Linked DNA regions of Mus musculus: region 1 is linked to region 2. The links are chromatin contacts, called in public HiChIP or PLAC-seq maps. All regions are on one chromosome and are shown on one strand. Each heading gives the region's core, a stretch centred on a gene start, on an enhancer-like site or on the middle of the called end of the contact. The rest is flanking DNA. Distances are from core to core; before and after follow the strand shown. Region 1 overlaps Spdl1 (spindle apparatus coiled-coil protein 1). Region 2 has its middle 13 kb from the start of Foxi1.

Region 1 (6,495 bases), core at 2,095-4,594, 590 kb before region 2:
CATTGACCAGAAACTAGTCATGTGTCCCAGGACTCACCACCAGAAATGCAGAGAAGATGTAGTTTTGACCTCAAGAGCTATCCATATTGAGAGTTCTAATTGTTTTTCTTCTGACACATAGTAATTGGACACAAGGGTGCAATGTGATGTTTCCACTTATGTATTGTATAATGTTCAAATCAAGGTAAATTAATATCCATTCCTGTAGAAACATCTCAGAATTACTCATGATTTTAAGTTGAATATCTTATACTTTATCCTTTTGAAGTTGAGAAAACTCTTTGAAAGTTTTCTTCCTAACTCTGACTTACAAAGTACGTTATTGTTAACTGTGGCTGTCATGGTGTTAGAGCTCCCAGGCATAGGAGATCACATAATAGTTACTTTTTAAGCATGTATTTATTATTGCATGTGAGTGTGTACCTGTATGTATGTGTGCTTACACAGCACAGCATGTGTGTGCTGATCAGACACCAACATTGTAAGGCTGGATCCCTCTTTCTACCTCTGCAGTTCCTAGAGCATGAAGTCGCATTCTCAGGCTCATGAGGCAAGCAACTACCAGTGAGCCATCTCCTAGCCCCTATTTTGCCTTTTTATAAAGTCAGATTGTTTGTGAGGTATTTTGGTTTGGGGTTTTTATAATTTGTAGACACTAATGTTGTATCAGGCGTGTAATTTGCTGATGTTTCCTTCTACCCTGTAGATGCTTTTCATTGCTTCCTTTGCTGTTCCAGGGATCTTAGGGTGATACAGGGCCTCATGTTTATTTTTGCTTTGATTGCTTGTGCTTTCTTCACGAGCTCAGTCATGCAGCCATCACTCTGTTTTCTTAGCGCAGTTAATTGAAGAGCTCCTCCTTTCCCTGTCCCATGTTCTGACGTTGTGAACATATGAGCTGAGTGGTGGGGGTTGGTTACTTCCCAGCTCTTTGTTCAGTCTGTACTCGTGTTCCTTCTATTGCTGCCTTCCTTGGGGTCTGAAAACATTTCATGGGACCTGGGTTTGGGTTTGGTTTTTGTTCGTTTCTGTTCAGAATTGGTTTTTTCCTAATATGTGATCTTCATATGCAGTAGAGAAGATGGGAATTCTACAGCTGTTGGATAGACTGTTTTGTGAGTTTGTATCAGCTCCATTGAAGTGTAGAGTACACTTGAAATGCACCATGTTGCTGATTTTATCTGGATGACTTCCATGGCTGTAAGTGGGGTGTTGCCCTCCACAGTTGTTGCTTGTCCAGCTGTCCCTCTAATACAGATTTGATCACGCCTGCATGGCATGCTTCTGTGTATAGTTATACTACAGACCTGGTCTGGGCCCCTTTATTGTTCCTCCATGTCCCAGCCTTATGGTTTTGATGTGAAGTTTATTTGACTTGACAAATATCTCACTTTCTCTGGTGGAGTACATCTTTATTCATTCATTTTTAGCCTCTGCATATCCTTGTAGATGACCAAGTCTCGTGTTGGCATCGTCATTTGCTCTTGTTTTTGTAATCCCTTCAGCTACTCTCTGTCTTACTAGATTATGTGATCCGTCTGCATCCAGGGCAATTACTGACCACTAAGAACCTGCTGCTGCTGCTGCATTGCGGCTGGTTTTCTAGTGTGCCTTTTCTTCCTTTCTTTTCTCCTACCATCTTCACTGCTGAGTAACGTTTCTTAGTCATTACGTTTGGTTCCCTGCCTTAGATTTTAACTTTTTACTTATAATGACCATGAAGCCCATAAAGAACCTCTTAATATGTAAAACAAGTTATGCTGAACAGAGCTGTGACCGTTTTCACTACAAAGGCAAAACCAAAACAAACTACCCTTCCCTTAGCTTCATTTCTCTTCTTGTTTTTAGTTTTGTTGTCAAATTTTAAATCATTTTATATTTCTTATCCTGTAAGAATTGATTGGAATTGTTCCTTTGTTAGTGTTTTTAAATCTTCCTGCTGAGAGCACAGGGGCTGTGGCTCTCAACTTTGAATATTCAAGGATTTTCTCTGAGTATTTCAGGGGTTAAACCTTCAGATACTTCTTCCACACTCAAAATTTATTTCTATGTATATGAGTGTTTTGTCTGCATGTCTGTCTGTACACCATGTACATGCCTGGTGCCTGCAGAGATCGGAAGATGTCAGATAACCCGGAACCGGAGTTAAGAATAGTTGTGAGCTGCCATATGGTTGCTGGGAACTGAACTCAGGTCCTCTGGAAGAGCAGCTAGTGCCCTTAACCACTGAGCATGTCCCTCCTCCCCAGCTTCGCATGGTTTCATGGTGCACATTTGCATTGTCTCTTATTTTTTGGTTTTGGTTTTGGTTTTTCGAGACAGGGATTCTCTGTGTAGCCCTGGCTGTCCTGGAACTCACTCTGTAGACCAGGCTGTCCTCGAACTCAGAAATCGCCTGCCTCTGCCTCCGGAGTGCTGGGATTAAAGGCGTGCGCCACCACCGCCCGGGGTATCTTCTCTTTCTTTTGAGCATCCTTTAGCTTTTATTAGGGAAGGGTGTCCGGCAGCTTTCCCCTTCAGTATCTGAAGTCCCCTGCAGTGCTGCCATTCTCTCACCTGCCCTGTGCTGCTCTTGAATGTTCTCTTTGACCTTTGAGAATTTGACTCTGTCCAGACTTTTGATCTTCCCATCTTTTTACATTTCTTGGGTTTATAGAGTTTTCTGTTATTCCTTTGGATAAACTTTGCACTTTTTGTCATTCTCTAGTTTTCTTCTGGACACCTTTGGATGGTATCTCCTAAAATGCTGACATTTTCTTTCTTCCTTCTCACTCATTTTCGTTTTCTTCTTTATTTTCAAGCAGCCTATCTTTAAAGCTCACTATTCTTTACTCTGGTTGATCAGTTCTGTGGTTTATGTCATCTACTTCAATTTTCACTGGTTTTTTTCCTTATATTTTTTGTTATCTGGAAGGATAATTGATGGAAATAAAGATTCTTATTCCACCTTTCATCTTGACTTTTTTCTTCCCTCCCTCCCTCCCTCCCTTCCTAACTTTGAGAGGTTCTCAAAGTTATATATGCAGTCTTGGTGAGTGTAGAACTCGTTGTATACTCCATACTTGAATTCGAGAACCTACTGCTGATGCCTGCTAAGTGCTGGAATTAAAGCTGTGCGCCATCATTCCTGACTCAGAGTTCTGTCCATTTTGATGGGGGAAATATCCTACATCTAATTACTCAGGAAATAGCCTGCCTATCCAGTCTTTGCAGCTGATCTATTGCAAACAGTGGGTTGTATGGTATAGAGGTTGAAAGTTAGAAAGTCAGTGTTAAGAAATGTATGAATTCTGTGCTTCTGACCCATCTCCTCCCCAGAAGGCTGGGTTAACTAACATGTTAGGTTTAAGGATTCTTCACCAGGTCCTTTGCCTAACTCGGCAGTCATCTCTGGGAACTCTATTAAGTCTCACCACTAGGGGGAGGTGTTCACAATAGAAAGATTTTTTTTTATAGTTTTTTTTTTTTTTTAAAGGCGTCTTTATCCTTTTTTTTCTCTTTGACTCCAATAGGCTCCCCTGATTAAGAATCACCCATTATGACATTGCCATGTTTCTGCCTTGATGATAATGGACTGAATTTCTGAACATATAACCCACCCCAATTAAATATTATCCTTATGAAAAGAAAAAATTACCCATTATGAATTTCTAAGGTCTGCCAACCTAGCAAAGACTCGAGGTGGTGGGAGTCAGGGTGATTGAGAAGCACAGAGGAAAAGAGAGGTGGGGTCTGGCTGACCTGAGAGCAGCAGCGCGAGCAGGGAGCCTTCCTGTGCAGGACCTCAGGCCGCTGATGTGCTGATGTTGAAAATGAAAGGGCACATTGATGTGTCGGTGGGAGGAAGGCATTAGGGCAAGTCACTGAGTGGCTGTGGGACCCTCATAGGGGATCAGTAGGCCATGAGGATAGGGGCTCTGCAGTAGCTGCTGGGAGGCAGGGTGTGGTTGGGACTGGGGAAACGTGCATCACACAAGTGGCCAGCATCTGAATATATTTTATAGATGAGTCCAGTAGGCATACATTACCAATATTCAGAGTTCCATCCTTCATTTCATCTCTACAAGACAGTACTGAATGAAGCAGGTTTGGTGTTCTTTAATTTAAAGATATCGAAGTGCAGAGAAGTTACTGCCTGAGATCACCTGGCTGCAGTGTGGGACCCGATCCAGAACTCCTGGACTCGGCCACTGCTGCCTTCCCTCCCAGAGGTTTCAGGAAGATGGCCTGCATTCCTGCTGTCACCTGCACATCCTGGTCAGCCTGGGCTTTCTAGATTACAGAATCGACAAGGAAAACATTGCAGATAGTCTTAGAAGACAGAGTTGATGGTGTGTGGGGCCCGAGCTGGAGTTCAGCGAGGGTAAAGCCTGGAGTCCTTTCCTGGACCACAGAAAGAGAACAGTGAAGAGTGCCTGCCAGAGAGACGGGGTGAAAACAGAGGAAGGAAGCAGAAATGAAGATGACCAGGAGAGTGAAGGAGGCTGGAAGGAGAGCCAAGAAAATGGGGACATACCACGTGTGTGGGGTGCTCAACATGCAGTATATACTTACATGAAAATTAAAAGTATATATTTTATCAAAGAGAAAAGTATATCTTCAGAGTACCAAAAAGAGAAATGAGTTTATGTATAACTCACTGAGTTTCCTTGGGTTGTGTCTTTGTTTTATTCAATAAGCATATATTTTAATGACTGTTTTTCAGAGAGAATTGAAGTACCTGTACTCAAAAGGAGGCGCGAGGTGCTGCCATTGAATATAACCACGCCAGAAGAAACAGAAGAAACAGCTGCTGCCAGTGCCACTGAGGATGGAGTTTCTAGACTCCCACCTCACAGGGAGGAGGAATCCTGTCTTAATAGCTTAAAAGATAACACTGTGCAGTGGAAACAGCCAGCCTCTTCATGTGTGCAGCCAGCCAGCCTCTCTCCTCATAAGAACCTGCATCTGGATACACAGCCGAAGAAGGAGAAGAAGTGTGTGAAGCTTGTGGATAGTCCGGCCAACATTGAGGTCTTACATGAACAAAGTGGGAATACCCCCAATTCTCCCAGGTCAGTGTCTTTCTGCCTGGCTGCCAGTAGCCTTCTCCATCATTCCTTTCTCACCGCCTGCATTGTGCCGTGTGGCTCTGTCTATGTTCCCAGCACTGTGTGCACTGGAGCCCTGCAGTCTGGGCACTGTGTGCACTGGAGCTCTGCAGTCTGGGCACTGTGTGCACTGGAGCGCTGCAGTCTGAGCACTGTGTGCACTGGAGCTCTGCAGTCTGAGCACTGTGTGCACTGGAGCCCTGCAGTCTGGGCACTGTGTGCACTGGAGCTCTGCAGTCTGAGCACTGTGTGCACTGGAGCTCTGCAGTCTGAGCACTGTGCACTGGAGCCCTGCAGTCTGAGCACTGTGCACTGGAGCTCTGCAGTCTGAGCACTGTGTGCACTGGAGCCCTGCAGTCTGAGCACTGTGTGCACTAGAGCTCTGCAGTCTGAGTACTGTGTGCACTGGAGCTCTGCAGTCTGGGCACTGTGTGCACTGGAGCTCTGCAGTCTGAGCACTGTGTGCACTGGAGCTCTGCAGTCTGAGTACTGTGTGCACTGGAGCTCTGCAGTCTGAGCACTGTGTGCACTGGAGCTCTGCAGTCTGAACACTGTGCACTGGAGCCCTGCAGTCTGGGCACTGTGTGCACTGGAGCTCTGCAGTCTGGGCACTGTGTGCACTGGAGTCCTGCAGTCTGAGCACTGTGTGCACTGGAGCCCTGCAGTCTGAGCACTGTGTGCACTGGAGCCCTGCAGTCTGAGCACTGTGTGCACTGGAGCCCTGCAGTCTGAGCACTGTGTGCACTGGAGCTCTGCAGTCTGGGCACTGTGTGCACTGGAGCTCTGCAGTCTGTTTGAGCACTGTGTGCACTGGAGGTCTACAGTCTGGGTGGCCTTCCTTTGTTTTTTTTTCAGAGGGTCAGGTAGACTCAGGTGACTGCAGGAGGAGGGGGCTGTGAACAGCAAGTGATGCTAGGCAGTTATACTTCCCAGTCCACAGAGCAAAGACAGCTCAGCCCAGCTTTCCAGAGTGTCTTGCTGGGTGGGATAAATAAATAAACTGTTGTTTTTCTCTTAGTTCAAGTAGCCATGAAAGAAAAACCAACTTTCTCAAAGGGCTTTCCAGTAGTCTAAGACATTTAGACTTAAGTTTTTTGGTAAGAACAGGTAAAAGTTTTTGTGGTTTTTCCATATTTATACTAAGCTTTCAGAAATAGGCTTTGATGCATGCTTGACATTTTTAAATATCAAAGCTAATTTAGTTTCATTTTTATTTCAAAACTTCAAAGCTTCCAGCTTTCTGTGTAATGGAGTTTGTGACTAACAAAGTATGGGAGGGTCTGTGAGGGAATCATTGTTCCAGGGCTCTCTCTGTCCCTTGGGAAAGTCAAACTCATAGAGATGAGAAGGTAGAGTGTCTGGAGCCCAGGCACCTGATACAGCAGGGTCAGGGCAGTGGTAAACG
Region 2 (6,485 bases), core at 2,517-5,016:
GGTGTTTTTGATGATACAAGGAGGGTAGGGGAGTCCTATTTGATGCAACTTCTTTTAAGTCACCAGGTGCCTCTGAATTTGTAGGCCAGGTCTGTCCAAAACTAACTAGTAATGTCTAGGAGATGCCCTACCTTCAGAATTCCCACAGGAAATGACTACAGGGTGGTTTGCTTGGAAGTAGGGCATGTATGTGAGCAAAACAGCTTTGGAAACAATGTAAGAAAGGAAAGGCTTGGATTTGACTCACGGCTTCTGAGGGATTTCAGGTTGTTATGGTGGGGAAAGCATGACCATGAGGCAAGCATGACCCCAGGGGTGTAGCTTGGAGCTGTTGACATGGTAGCCAGCCATCAAGCATAGGAAACAGGTAACCTTCTAAATCCCACCACTAATGACCTCCTAAACTCTCTACAACATTCAAAGCAACACCATGAACTGGGGGGTCAATTATTCAAACCATGAATCTATGTGGGACATACCAGATACAAACTACCCCAAGAGATCAATTTGCTCAACTCGCTCACTTTCTACTCAGTGAACTGTTCAAGACCACATAGCTGAAATCAGCTGGATGGAAATGAACTCCAGGTTGACCTGACTCCAAGTCCTTCTGGGTAATCTTAGAAATGTTCTCTAATCATCCTTTAAGCTCCCTGCCTTCAAGACACCGATAATATTCCTCCACACTTTAGCATGATCTAGGGTGCCAAGTTCCTGTCCTAAAGATCATTCTTAGCATTGTCTTGAAGTATAGAATGGAAGTCAGCATTCCTTCTTCCAAATTTCAGACTCATGCCAGAAGGTGGGTGGAGAAACTGAAGGAATCCAAACATCTTCCCAAGCATCAAATGGGAGGAGCAAATCCAACCTCCGCAACAAGTGACTGGTGGTCCTGTGCAGGAGCACAGGAGCTACTTCAAAAGCAGTTGATTGCACTAGGCACTGGGGCAGAGCAGGGCAGAGCAGGGCAGAGCAGGGCAGAGCAAGACAGAGTAGGACAGAGCAGGACAGAGCAGGGCAGAGCAAGACAGAGCAGGACAGAGCAGGACAGAGCAGGGCAGAGCAGGGCAGAGCGAGGGCAGAGCGGGGCAGAGCGGGGGCAGAGCAGGGCAGAGCAGGGCAGAACAGGGCAGAGCAAGACAGAGCAGGACAGAGCAAGACAGAGCAGGACAGAGCAGGACAGAGCAGGGCAGAGCAGGACAGAGCAGGACAGAGCAGGACAGAGCAGGGCAGAGCGGGGCAGAGCAGGGCAGAGCGGGGCAGAGCGGGGCAGAGCAGGGCAGAGCGGGGCAGAGCGGGGCAGAGCGGGGCAGAGCGGGGCAGAACAGGGCAGAGCGGGGCAGAGTGGGGGCAGAACAGGGCAGAACAGGGCAGAGCAAGACAGAGCAGGACAGAGCAGGATAGAACAGGGCAGAGCAGGGCAGAGTGGGGCAGAGCGGGACAGAGCAGGGCAGAGCAGGCAGCTGGAAGCTCAGAAACCACAACACCTGTGAAGACCAGAGTTGGGCTTGGGTATGAGATCCTCTGACACAGCCAAGGTCCTCAGAACCCTCCTGTTACATCCTATTCTTGTAGGTCACATGCTCCTTTATTTTTCTAATCAAGTCTTATTAGTCACATTCCACTCAAAGGTGGTGGCCATTTATGACTCATATCAACAGAAAGCAATATTTGTGATACAAGCTTTAGTGTCATGGCCAAGGGATCAGTACTATAACAAACATTTGTTGTTTTCTTCCTGCACCATCCATTTACTGTTTCCTTGGCCTAAGATGGCTTACCCAGTTTGTATGGTTTGTCTAGCGGGGTGACCCAGATCTCATATCTCCAAAGGGTCCTTGCCCTTAGTTACTCTGCCCTTATTGGTTTGGGCTACTTTTATTGCCTGTCGACTGTCTTTAGTGGGCTTGAGAGTTCTCAGAAACAGGCCATGGAGCCTACTAGTTCTGAGCATACTCCTCTCCATGCCTATTGGAACATAAAAGTCTAGGTCTCTGCATTGTCAGCCACCTAGGACTCTTGGACTACAGGTATGGGAAGCCACAGGGGCTGGGTGGCAGTCACAGTTCTATTTAGTGTGGAATTTACCACTACCATGTCCAGCAATTGAAGTCTTTCCTCTTTCCTACCCTGCAACCATGCCAGGTTGATTTGTGTTTGTGGTTGTTTGAATATGCTTGACCCAGGGAATGACACTATTAGGAGGTATGGCCTTGTTGGAGTAGGTGTGTCATTGTGGGCATGGGCTTTAATACCCTTGTCCTAGCTTCCTGGAAGCCAGTCTTCTAGCAGCCTTCAGACGAAGATGTAGAACTCTCAACTCCTTCCGCTTCATACCTGCCTGGAAGCTTCGCTTCATACCTGCCTGGAAGCTTCCGTTCTCCCACCTTGATGATAATGGACTGAACCTGTAAGCAAGCCACAAGTAAATGCTATCCTTATAAGTGTTGCCTTGGTCATGGTGTCTGTTCACAGCAGTTAAGCCCTAACTAAGACAGTGTCCCTTTTTAAAAATCACATGCTAATGTCACAAACCCCGATACCTCAAGATGTGACCATTTTAGAAGCACAGTCATTAAATCAGTGATCACTCAGTATTACTGATTTTCCTATTAAAGGAGAAAATATGAGCACACACACAAGAAGACATCACATAAAGATGAATTACGACAGTTACCAGGAAAGCAAGCCACATCAGGTAGAGAGAGGCATGGCCTAGATTTCTCTTCATGGATCTTAGAAGGACTCAGCCATGCTGACACCCTGAACTTAGATAACAACTGTCTATTCTTTAAGCTACTCTGGTTTTGGTGATTGTTACAGTCTTCATAGCAAACTAAAACAGACCAGGGTCTCAAACCTGACAAAAAACAAAACAGGTCTTTGGATGAAGTGGTAGAAGAATTTCTTTTTCCATGACGTGTTTGTTTGTTTGTTTGTTTGTTTGTTTTTAGATTTCAGAGTTGTTGGAGATGTTGTGTCTATGAGCCTCCATTATTTATAGTATTTTTTGCAACCTGGAGCTTTACCCAGTCACATATTTCCCTCCACTGGTACCCAGCCTGAGCGTCCAAAAGGTTGTGCCACTTCCTACCCCATAGGGTGCTTCTGAGTGACAAGATTCCAGATAGAGCCAGTGACTCCTGTGCCTCTCTGCCCATTCTCATAAAACCTTAATAGCAATAGGTATGTGTGGCACCTGACATGCCACAGCTACCATGTTACTGGACAGGATGCTATCAACACAGCAGAACAATGTGATGTTCCTAAAGTGTTTGTATAGACAATATCTCTGTGGACAATTTTCCTGTTATAAGCAGGAGGAGCAGGAACCATTCAGCATTTCCAGGTGAGCAGCCATCACCAAGCAGAAGAGACTGTCGATCTGTTCCTAGCCAGCAGAGCCATAAAAGCTTCTGGTAGTGTTAATGGTGTCCCCTCTCATTAGTCACACTCTCTTGAGACAGATTAATTGAATGGAAAGCCTATGGGAACCATTACTTCTAATTTTCAGGTCTTTGAAAGCATATTTTCTGGGACTTCTTTGTGTAGGAAGTTCCACTCAGACTTCCTCTTTTTTTGTTTTTGGTTTTGGTTTTGGTTTTTGGCTGTTTGTTTGTTTGTTTGTTTGTTTATATTTTTAGAGGCAGGTTTTCTCTGTATAGCCCTGGCTGTCTTGGAACTCACTTTGTAGACCAGGATGGCTTCAAACTCAGAAATCGGCCTGCCTCCGCCTCCCAAATGCTGGGATTAAAGGCGTGTGCCACCACCAGCCGGCCAGACTTCCTCTTATAATAGGTCTTACAGCACAGGTCAACAAGTGTGTGTGTGTGTGTGTGTGTGTGTGTGTGTGTGTGTGTGTGTGTGTATGTGTGTGTATGTGTGTGTATGTGTGTGTGTATGTGTGTGTATGTGTGTATGTGTGTGTGTATGTATGTATGTGTGTATGTGTGTGTGTGTGTATGTGTGTGTGTATGTGTGTGTGTATGTGTGTATGTGTGTGTGTGTATGTGTGTGTGTATGTGTATGTGTGTGTGTGTGTATGTGTGTGTATGTGTGTGCGTATGTGTGTGTGTATGTGTGTATGTGTGTGTGTGTGTATGTGTGTGTGTATGTGTATGTGTGTGTGTATGTATGTATGTGTGTGTATGTATGTGTGTGTGTGTGTATGTATGTGTGTGTGTATATATGTGTGTGTATATATGTGTGTGTATGTATGTGTGTGTGTGTATGTATGTATATGTATAGCTCAAGGAATCTGACCAACCCCTTTGCCATTTGCTCTGCACAGTCTCTAGCATCATCAGTAGCAGAACAGAGTTTTGGTTTTGATGTCACTTCAGATTCCTATTTACTAGTCTTGAGAAATCCACACGTTCCTTTTTCCCTGCTGTGATTACTAGCCTGAATTCCCCTTGGGAAAAAGTAGACGTCTCCTTGCTCAAGATGCAAGTGTACTGCCAAGCCTTCTCTGAAGGAATTAGCTCTCCATAGCCACTGGACTTGCATCTGCAAGCTGAATGAAGAAAGCGAAATTGCCTATTGCCTATTGCCAGGGAGTTGATTTGACTTCTAGGAACACAGTAACTCATCAGTCAGTGTGGTTTAGAGCACTCTAGTTTTCTGTCTTTTTGCTGCCTATTTATGGAGATATGATGGTGAAGTATAGCTACCTGCCTCTCCCAAACTGGGAATCCATTATCTTCACTGATATCAGGAAATGTAGCTTTATGGTATTAGACTCAGCTATCAATACTTTTATGGCTTGAATATGAAATGTTTTCCATAGAATCATGTACTGGGGCTTAGCTGTCAGTCAATGGGCTTCCAGTGGTGTAGTTAGATATAAGGTCAGTCTTAGTCCCTTTTAATGGCTCTGATAAGACACTGCAACTAAGGCAACTCAGAAGAAAGCATTTACTGAGGGCTTACAGTTTCAGAAATAACTGAGAGCTTACATCTTGAAGTACATTCACAAGGCAGAGAGGGGGAGGAGAGAGAGAGAGAGAGAGGGAGGGAGAGGGAGAGGGAGAGAGAGAGGGAGAGGGAGAGAGAGAGAGCTACTGGGAATGATGGGGGCTTTTGAAACCTCAAAGCCTTTCCCCCAGCCACATACCTCTTCTTCAATACACCGCTTAATCCTTTCAAGACTTTTCCATCAACTGGGACCAAGCACTCAAATATATAAGCCTATAGGGGTCATTCTCGTTCAAACCACCACAAATGATTTAATGAATCCACCAGCATATTGGTAAGTTGATGATATTTGTGGTAGGTGTTGAAAAAATGGAGATAGAAACTCCTTGGAGGAAGTCAGATCCCTGGGCTGTGCCCTGGTAACCTACATCTTGCCACCCGTTGCTTTCTGCCTGTCCTGTGCATTCTGACTGCCACAAATGAGGCCTTTATTATCATACAACTTTGTCACCTTTTCAACTAGATTCTGTCATGGTTTCAGTATAATTTGCTCTATAGCTGCATGAGATAGAGTCGCTTAAACTTCATAGCATCTGTAATAGCAGAATAATGCCCCAACCCAAAGATGGATGTCCATATTCAAATCCCTAGAGCTCCAGAGTGCCCTAGAAAATGTGGCAAAGGGAGATTACATATACAAACAGAATAAACAAGCCACAGATTCTTAAAATTAAAGACAAACCTCTGGATTACCCAGGGGCCCAATGTCACCACAGAGGCCGTTCCAAGTGGAAGCAGGATGGCCAGGAGAAGTCAAGGAAGCTGCATGAGGGGATGTGGACTTGCTACTCCAGCTGGTTGTGAATATAGACGAGTGACTTTTAGGCTTGGGGCATAACAGCCTCTTAGAGCAGGAAAATCCAAGAATCGGGCTTTCCTCCCAAGTCTCAAGGACAGAGCCTGCCACTGGCAGCACCCTGGTTTTAGCCCAGTAGATCCATAGAAGAATTCTGTCTTATAGAACTAAGGAAAAAGCTGGGTTGCTTTGCCCATTGAATGGGAGGCCACTTGTTACAGCAATGAGAAGTGGACACAGAGCCTCTGATTCGAGATCACTCCCTCTGTCAACCTTACCTGTCACTTTCTGTTTAGATGCTCTCCAGAGTGACTACGAAGCCACCCAACACCATGGTTTCTGTGATTATCATTTTCTGTAACCAGATGAGCACCTTCCTTGGCTACCTTCATGCCTCACTACCTACCACACCTGCCCATCATTCCGTACATAGTACGTGGATTATGACGCCACTCCGCTGGGGGTTATGCTGACCTCACTACTAACAGCCAGGAAATGATCGCTCCCAGCCTTTTTGCAATGCAACTCAAAATGTCATATTCTGAGATGTGTTTTTAAAATCCACCCCTGCTTGCAATCATGCACCAAGTCCCAAAGAAACTTAACACTGAATGATTTATAGATGAGTTTCATAGGCCTTCCATCAGAGGTGGCCTCACTCTCAGGCTCCACCCCAAATAACTCTGCCTCTGAACAAGAGTCTCAGGTAATT

The links. HiChIP or PLAC-seq counts read pairs in DNA pulled down with a chosen protein or histone mark.
Region 1: an H3K4me3 HiChIP or PLAC-seq map of bone marrow-derived macrophages shows a contact between it and region 2, with 10 times the contacts expected there. The contact joins two enhancer-like sites. A contact is called at or near these places in 2 of 39 promoter capture datasets (the C10 cell line and hippocampal neurons), 2 of 15 datasets of contacts at CTCF or cohesin (embryonic stem cells and large pre-B cells), 118 of 484 Hi-C or Micro-C datasets (the AtT-20 cell line, B cells, the BV-2 cell line and 67 more), 5 of 115 datasets of contacts at active chromatin or transcription factors (the 230-238 cell line, PVALB interneurons, astrocytes and 2 more) and 4 of 9 other capture datasets (adipose tissue, embryonic stem cells, liver and 1 more).

The regions. Positions count from the first base shown.
Region 1 is chr11:34,811,885-34,818,379 of GRCm38.p6, reverse strand. Spdl1 (spindle apparatus coiled-coil protein 1) reads left to right here. Exons shown (of 12, transcript NM_027411.2): 11 at 4,706-5,054. Among named protein-coding and RNA genes, the nearest start is that of Spdl1, 19 kb to the left of the region's middle. Within about 2 kb of position 3,344, at least 2 of the 459 cell types and tissues checked have an H3K27ac peak or open chromatin away from gene starts, as enhancers often do. A contact at or near this core is called in bone marrow-derived macrophages, where this site is marked.
Region 2 is chr11:34,218,097-34,224,581 of GRCm38.p6, reverse strand. No RefSeq gene overlaps it. Among named protein-coding and RNA genes, the nearest start is that of Foxi1, 13 kb to the right of the region's middle. Within about 2 kb of position 3,766, at least 17 of the 459 cell types and tissues checked have an H3K27ac peak or open chromatin away from gene starts, as enhancers often do. A contact at or near this core is called in bone marrow-derived macrophages, where this site is marked.